Linked DNA regions of Muntiacus reevesi: region 1 is linked to region 2. Evidence: chromatin contacts called from public Hi-C data. All regions are on one chromosome and are shown on one strand. Each heading gives the region's core, a stretch centred on a gene start, on an enhancer-like site or on the middle of the called end of the contact. The rest is flanking DNA. Distances are from core to core; before and after follow the strand shown. Region 1 holds the start of RGS2 (regulator of G protein signaling 2). Region 2 holds the start of GLRX2 (glutaredoxin 2).

What was found. A called contact is a pair of places that touch in the nucleus more often than the background predicts.
Region 1: a Hi-C map of blood shows a contact between it and region 2, with 5 times the contacts expected there. The contact joins the promoter of RGS2 here to the promoter of GLRX2 in region 2. A contact is called at or near these places in 2 of 3 Hi-C or Micro-C datasets (blood and muscle).

The regions. Positions count from the first base shown.
Region 1 is chr5:60,174,167-60,178,227 of mMunRee1.1, reverse strand. It overlaps RGS2 (regulator of G protein signaling 2), which reads left to right and starts at 2,640. Exons shown (of 5, transcript XM_065936712.1): 1 at 2,640-2,776; 2 at 3,797-3,898; 3 at 4,001-4,061. The coding sequence starts at 2,667.
Region 2 is chr5:59,889,790-59,893,982 of mMunRee1.1, reverse strand. It overlaps GLRX2 (glutaredoxin 2), which reads right to left and starts at 1,726. Exons shown (of 5, transcript XM_065938323.1): 1 at 1,549-1,726; 2 at 60-123. The coding sequence starts at 1,649.

The DNA of each region.
Region 1 (4,061 bases), core at 1,391-3,890, 280 kb before region 2:
AACATCTAGAATGGTCTATATTTCAAGCAGTTACTTACATGGATACATATACATTTATGGTCGTGAACTTATCTGATGAGGATCTCTGAAAAATTCACATACCAGTTTACTTATTTTTTATTTGGTTTCTTACCCAGAGGACATTATCTATCATGAGCCCGATATTCTACGAAGCTGTGACATTATCTTCAATTTTAACAGTACTTAACATTTATAACTTAACTCTGAATTAATCTTTTAATGATTTTTCTACCTGGAATAACTATGCTTCAGATATTTCCTTTTCCCTACATATGCAAATTAAGAAAGACAAATTTTTGTACAATACTTTAAAATTTACAAAGGCCTTTCATGAAAGATTCACATAATATCCAATAAGGTTGACAAGAAAGACACATTACTCTTACTAAAGATGAGACATTGGTGCTTAGGAGGTGGGATGGGACTATCCTAATAGTTACTTAGTATTTAACAGTGAAGCCAAGACTCTAACTAGGTTTCCTGACACAAGCCCAGCTCTCCTTGCTGCCTCTTTGTCAGAACTCCTGTTGTTTTCCACTATGAGTGAATTCTACCATCCAAAATTCTAAGTCAAAAATATACTGACGTTTACACTAGAAAGAAAAGCAAATGTTTACATATTACACATATTTAACAAATAAGTACTTAATCATCAGAAAGTGAAAATGGCTGTAGGAAATATGCAAAGTTCTTTTTGAGATGAAGAGCATATGCTTGAGAAAAATTACATTCTTACATTTCACAAACTTGTTTTCAAATATTTATTACTGAAATCTAAGTGATTTTTCCTTTTGTAACCGAGTACAGGGCTGTTCTCTTTAGTAATAACTGTAGGTTTTACTCCCCAAGTCAAACTTGGAGCTCCAACTACTGGCAGCTCATCATAAGAATACGGTAAATTAGTTCCAATTTTCTTTTAACAGCTCTAATACAAAGTGGAGAACATACTTGCAACCTGTATTTAAAAAGCAGCGACATCACTTTGCTGACAAAGATCCCTAGGGTCAAAGCTATGGTGTTTCCAGTAGTCATGTATGAATGTGAGAGTTGGACCATAAAGAAGGCTGAGCACCGAAGAACTGCTGCTTTCAAATCGTTGCGCTAGAGAAGACTCTTGAGAGTCTCCCAGCAAAGCGATCAAACCAGCGACCAACCCTTAAAGAAATGAACCCTCAATATTCATTGGAAGGACTGATGCTGAAGCTCCAATCCTTTGGCCACCTGATGCTAGGAGCAGACTGGCTGAGAAAGACTCTGATGCTAGGAAAGACTGAGGGCAGGAAGAGAAGAGGGTGACAGAGGATGAGATGATTAGATGGCATCACCGACTCAATGGACATGAGTTTGAGCAAATACCAGGAGATAAAGAAGAACAGGGAAGCCTGGCAAGTTGCAGCCCACGGGACTGCAGTCAGAAATGACTTAGGGACTGAACAACAAAAACCTTGCTGTTAATCTGCCTACTTAGATGCTTCAGGAAAAAACACCTTAATATTCCACTGTACAATTCTAATAATGGTATATGAAATCAAGTCACTTTGGAGCGGCGGTTATCTACTTACCCTTACCAATCAAACCACTTAAATCCTGCTACAGCAAGATGATTTCTGAAGAATCAAGATATTAAGCTTATTCAAAGAAGCTGTAAACGCCTCCCTCCCTCCACCCCCACCTCTTTTTTGCCAATTAAAGTGTTCTGGCAAATTCTAAGCAAACTAAGAGTGACTCAGGAGGAAATCCTGCATGTTTGCTCTTTTACACTAAAATGATTCTGGTGCATGATAGCTGCGAACTCTTGGTGTTTCCCTGTTAAGAAGAGCTGTGATTTTTCTGTTCTGGAAGGAGAGGCTGCCAAGGACTCCTGAGAAATAAATCTGCAACCCCACGGACCGACCCAGCCACGAGCCTGCTGGTAATCATAACCGCACACTCCTCTCCCTTCCCTGACCAATGTGCATATTCCCCCACAGGGCTCCAGGGCAGAGCAGATCACACCACTGCCCCTGGACTGTCATTGTTCCTCCCGTTCCGTTTCCTTCCTCAAATCAAAAGGCGTCTCAAAGAAGAACAGGTGAGGGTCAGTTCCCAGATCAAGAAAAGAGGCGCGGAGCGAGGACTTGTGCTCCAAAACCACATTCCCTTGTAAACCTAATTCAAAATAAGGTTACTGCATTCGGCTTCCCAATAAGCAACCTTTACCTGCTGGGAATCACGGCTCCCTTTGGGGTCAGGAGCTCTGGAGCGCGGGGAAGGGAATGAGGGAAGAGGCGGGGAGCGAGCGCCCCCGCCGCGCGGGCAGTCAACCTGGCGCCCGGCCCGCCACGGCCCTGCGACCCCACGGCAAGCCGCCACGACTGGGCAAAGGTCGCTCGCGACCGTTCAAAGGGGAATTTTCTCTGACCCCGCACAGGGCGTCTGGCCCGACAGCGCACGACGCCAGGGCAGCGGACGTCAGCGGAGCCCCGGCTTCCAGACCCTTCGGCGGCGCCCGTGACCGAGCGGCCCGCGGCCGCCGTCGGCCAATCGGCGCCCTCCGAGGGCGGGACCGGTGCCGTGAAGCCCCGCCTCCGCGCCACCGCCTGTTATAAATACGGGTGCCGGCGCCTGGGCCCCCCCAGAACGGCGTTCCCAGGTGCAAGGCGATAATGCAAAGTGCTCTATTCCTGGCTGTCCAGCACGACTGCGGACCCATGGACAAAAGCGCTGGCACCGGGCCCAAGAACGAGGAGAAGCGAGAGAAGATGAAGCGAACCCTGTGAGTGCGGCTTTCTTCCTCCCTGACTGGCCGCCCCTACGGACCCAGCTGTCCCGGGCGGCTGCAAACGGGGTACACTGGCGCTGGGCTTCGGCTATGGGAACTGGGTAGCCCGCCTGCGTCTCTGCAGGAAAAAAAGAAAAAGAAAATTGTGTGTGTGTGTGTAAAAGGTTAATTTGTTAAGTTACGTTTAAATCTGTGTGGTGTAGGTGTTTATCGAAGGGCTCGGGTAGAGTTTAGAAACTGCAGAAAATTCTTGATGCAGGGGCGGAGATAGATGCGGGTTGGCTTTTTGTCTCCCTGCATCGAAAATGACTTTGGAGAATCCTGCGGCCACACGCCCCTGGCCTTCGTGAGAGGCACTGTAAATTTTGATCTGCTTACACGACTGCTGGTATGGAGATATTTTTGCTGATTCTAGATATACTTTTTTTTTTTTAACTGAACAGCAAGTCTCACCCACTCAAGAGTGTGGAACAAATAATTGTTCTGCATCACCTTCTTAAAATGAGTGCTGCATTTGGGGGAGGCGGCGGTCAATCTCGCACACACACCTTATTGTGCTCAGCTTCTCGGGTGGTCCCGAGCCTCCTGCTCTGAAAGTAGAAGGAAAACGAACATGGGCTGGCTCAGGGCAGGTCCACTGTGGGCTTTCTCAAGTGTGAAATGTCTCAGAATTGTAATTAACCGTTGCAGAAAAACTGGCTGCCTTTTGTGGGCCAGAAATAGTATCTGCCTTTGAACTATGCAAACTAAATTCATTAAAATACCCTATAATTGTAGGTCGTCCTATCCTTACTTATAAAACTAGTAATTAGGTTCAGATGAGTGGATGAAACTAGTGTGTTGAGTACTCAGATGCTGGATTAAAGGAGTAAGACTGACTGGAGGAGTTGTTTTGTCTTATTTGGCTTGTCTGTATCTACTGGGGGCAACTTTATTTGGTAAAAATGCCTTCAGCTGCAGTGGCAATTTCAAGTGTTGCCACTAAGTATCTTTTTTTTTTTTTTTCTATTGTAGATTAAAAGATTGGAAGAGCCGTTTGAGTTACTTCTTGCAAAATTCCTCCTCTCCTGGGAAGCCCAAAACTGGCAAGAAAAGCAAACAGCAAACCTTCATCAAGTAAGTTGAAAATCTTGTACTTGCTGACATGCACAGATCACTGCTGAGCTGAAGAGGGAACCTCTGACTAGCAGGAGCTGATGTGCAGATCTTCTCTTGCAGGCCTTCTCCCGAGGAAGCCCAGCTGTGGTCAGAAGCATTTGATGAGCTGCTAGCCAGTAAA
Region 2 (4,193 bases), core at 477-2,976:
GTAAGACAATTCTATTTCCACCAAGGAAAGTTTTTTCCTACATGTCCCCCATCACTCACTTGGATCTGATTCACAGGAGCAGCTGCTGCGTTTCCCAAAGATGACGATGTGCTGTTCCCCATCCTAAAATGAATTTTAAAGAGCAGTGAAGTTAAACATTAAGGACAATATATCAGATGAGATCCATTCAGAGAAACCCAATATGCAAATATATATCCAAACATATGAAAGAGAAAAGTTTTACTTGCTATCAGTACAAAATAGCATTGTCAAAGTATTTGTTTACTAATATAACAAAGGCCTGCATCCTTTACTATCTAGCTTTCAGGAAAGAAAATGGAGGTTAAGGGATGAAGGCGTGGGCCTAAGTAGGACCTAAGTTGTGCTGGAACAACACATCCATCTGTCTTATCAACTAAGAGAATACATCCTTTTCATATCAGTTCCAACACTTAATTAGCATTCCCAAACCACCTACTATTTGCATCTACTCTGGAAGCAGGAATTCTAGTGGAACTTTCCTAAGACCATATTTCCTTATGTACTAAGAGGAGGTGGAAGGTGTATTCTGAAACATCACCTTCCCTGCCAAAGAAAAGAGAAAGTTGCTGGAAGGCACTTTTCTCCAATTCTAGGCAAGAAAGTAAGTTGTTCAATACACGTTTCTCTTTTCCATTAATGAAGTAGCCACTAGCCATGCCACGTTTATGGAACACCTACTATGTGCTAAGCAGGCAAAGGGCTGAAATACCGCAGGGATATTATCACTGTAAAAACACCACTGGACCTCCAAGATTTGTCAAATAGTTACACTATGTGATTGGCACTTTCTGGAGGGGGTTTCTAGTTTAGCAGAGAAGGTTAATCAGGGGCTCCTCGAGTCTTGCAAAACTGGCAGAAGTTAACAGATCGAGGAGTTAGGAATAACGTCCCAGACAGAGGGATGGGTGTACAGACAGGCGAGCTGGTAGGACAGTCCCGAACGGCCGCGCGGGATGAGGCCGGCAGAGAGGAGGCGGTCTAGCAACGCAGGCCTGCGGGCCGCGGGTGTTCACTGAGCTCGCTGGAGCCAGAGGCGACACCACTTCCACTTCCTGCCGCAGGAGCCAGATTTAGCAAATGATATGCAGATCGCTCCGTAAAATTAGAATTTCAGATAAACAGCGAATAACTGCTTAGCCTACGTATGTTTCGTGCAATATCTGGAATATACTTAAACCAAACCATTATTCGCTGTTTATCTGAAATACCAATTTATTAGGGCATCTTGTATTTTATCTAGTAACCGAGGAGGTTACTAGTCAAGCCAGCAAGACTTAGGCTTGTGCAATCTGAAGATCACGTGGTCCGGAAATCGCCAAGAGCGCTTAAGGCTCCTTCTCTCCTGGTTCCTTCCCGGCCTCCCGCCCTCCGAGGCGCCTTAGCGGCTCGATCGACTCGGGGTGCACCGGGCGCCCGGGAAGAAGCCGCCCCAGCCCACCGCTAGGTCCAGACCCCGGCGAGGCCGCACAGCCACGCTCAGCCCGTGCTGCTCGCAGAGCCGCTTACCCGGAACCCGAAATTCCCACTGGCCCCTCAAGCCGGCCCGCTGAGCTGCTCCTGACCCGGACGAGCCGAGGCCCCACCAGCGCTGCGCGGCGCCAGTACATGGTCTTACGCGGGGCCTCAGCGAGCTGACCAGCCAGCAACTGCGGCCCGGGAGATCCCGACCCCGCCCGCCGGCTCCGCCCTACCCGGCTGCCCACGCCTCCGCCGGCGGCCCCGCCCTCCTGGGCCCCGCCCCCACACCAACCCGCCGCGCCCCTCCCCGCCCGTTGCCCCGCCCCGCCGGGATGCCCCTCCTCCAACCGCGGCCCCGCCCCGCAGGGCTGGCTTTACTCCGCCGACCCCGCCCCGCCCGCTGGCCCTTCCTCCACCTGCGGCCCCTCCTCCACACGCCGGCCCCGCCCCACCCACGGCCCCGCCCCGCCCATCGGCCCCTCCTCCGCCCTCGAATCCCTCCTCTTCACTTGGTTCCGCCCCCTTCCTCCCAGCCCCGCCTCTGTCTTCCGGCCCCGCCTCTGCCTTGCCCCCGAAGAGCCCGCCTCCGCCCGCCGGCCCGGCCCCCTCTAGCCGGTCACGCCCCCTCCGGGCTGCCCTTGAGGCGCCGGTCTCTTGTAAGGGACGCCGGGGTCTTTCTCCGCCAGGCAGCCCGAGCGCTGGGTCTCGGCGAACCCGCCCACTAGGGGGCCTCTGTCGGAGTCTCGGGTGAGGCCTCACCTGCCGGTGTCCAGGGTTCATCCAGGTCCCGCCTCTATGCTTTTTCGGATCGAGAACGCTCATAAAGGCTTACAGACACGTGCAGGCACCGCCTGGACACTGTGGCCAATCTTCTGACGAAACGGAAAACAAAAACAATGAGTGTCCGACGCGGAGTCAAAATGCCTGGGATGTTTACATAGGATGGTAGCGTCAGCCCAACATCCTGTCGGACTTGTCTTTGTGTTGATGAAATCAGAGCCTAAAGATGTCATCTAAAAATTAGGCCATTGATTGAGAACTCATATAAATCGGGGATTTTAGAAGAAAGTGATCCAATGTAGAACGCGCATTCCAAAGAAAACAAAATTGTATTTTGAACATAAAATTAGAAAATAAAGCTTAACCCATGAGTGTTCACTCTGGCTTTGAGAGCTGTTAATGACAGGATTGTGTCATTGAGTCACGGTAATAATAGCCCTTTGTGCACAGCTAGGTAAAAAAGAGGCGTGTCGTCCTTTATTTACTGACATTGAAATCTATTTAAGGTCAAAGGTCAAACTGTGTCTAAAATTCTAGGAAATTGTTAGAACAATCCAGACCTTTTTTTAATGGTTCTTTCTCAGTTAGCTAAATTTAAGATTCATGCTACCAAGTTTCAGAATGAGAACTTCTAATAGTTCTTTTCCTACTTTCAAGTGGACCATGTTTCATCACTTCATAAAAGGATGAAGATTTATTGCAAAATCAAATATCCCAAAAGGTGTAAAGGTGCTTCTTTATAAATCCAAAATTAACCTTAAAAATAAAGATATGTATCTACAAAGTCGCGGCATATTGTCTGTGTGTGTGTGTGTGTGTAATCAAAGACAGCTAGCTATTCAGGAAATTTACTATGACTGTTTTTTGTTTTGATGTAGAATTTTACCTTATTGTCTCAAACTGTGTATTGTGAGGTGAAACAGTTATGTCACAATTTGATTTTAATATAGTATAGATGGCCTAGATTAAGGACAAAACTATCTGGACAGATTTTTTTTAAAGGGAGTCCCTAATGAGAGTTGTTGCTGTTCAGTCGCTTACTCCTGTCTACTCTTTGCAACCCCCTGGACTGCAGCACACCACTTCCCTGTCCTTCACTATCTCCCGGAGTTTGCCAAAACTCAAGTCCATTGAGTTGGTGATGCCATCCAACCATATCATCCTCTGTCATCCCCTTCTCCTCCTGCCTTCAGTCTTTGCCAGCATCAGGGTCTTTTCTAATGAGTTGGCTCTTCACATCAGGTGGCCAAAGTATTGGAGTTTCAGCTTCAGCATCAGTCCTACCAATGAACACCCAGGACTGATCTCCTTTAAGATAGACTGGTTGGATCTCCTTGCAGTCCAAGGGACTCTCAAGAGTCTTCTCCAACACCACAGTTCAAAATCATCAATTCTTTGACCCTCAGTCTTCTTCATAGTCCAAATCTCACATTCATACATGACTACTGGAAAAACCATAGCTTTGACTAGACAGACCTTTCTTGGCAAAGTAATGTCTCTGCTTTTTAATATGCTTTCTAGGTTTGTCATAGCTTTTCTTCCAAGGAGCAAGTGTCTTTTAATTTCATGGCTGCAGTGACCAACTGCAGTGATTTTGTAAGCCAAGAAATAAAGTCTGTCACTGTTTCCATTTTTTCCCCATCTATTTGCCATGATGGGACTGGATGCCAGATCTTAGTTTTGTTAATTAACTTATTTATTTTAATTGAAGGCTTTTACTTTACAATATTGTAGTGGTTTTGGCCATACATTGACATGAATCAGCCACAGGTGTACATGTGCCCCCTATTCTGAAACCCCCTCCCACCTCCCTCCCCAGCCCATCCCTCTGGGTCGTCCCAGTGCACTGGCTTTGAGTGCCCTGTTTCATGCATCAAACTTGGACTGGTCATCTATTTCACATATGGCAGTAT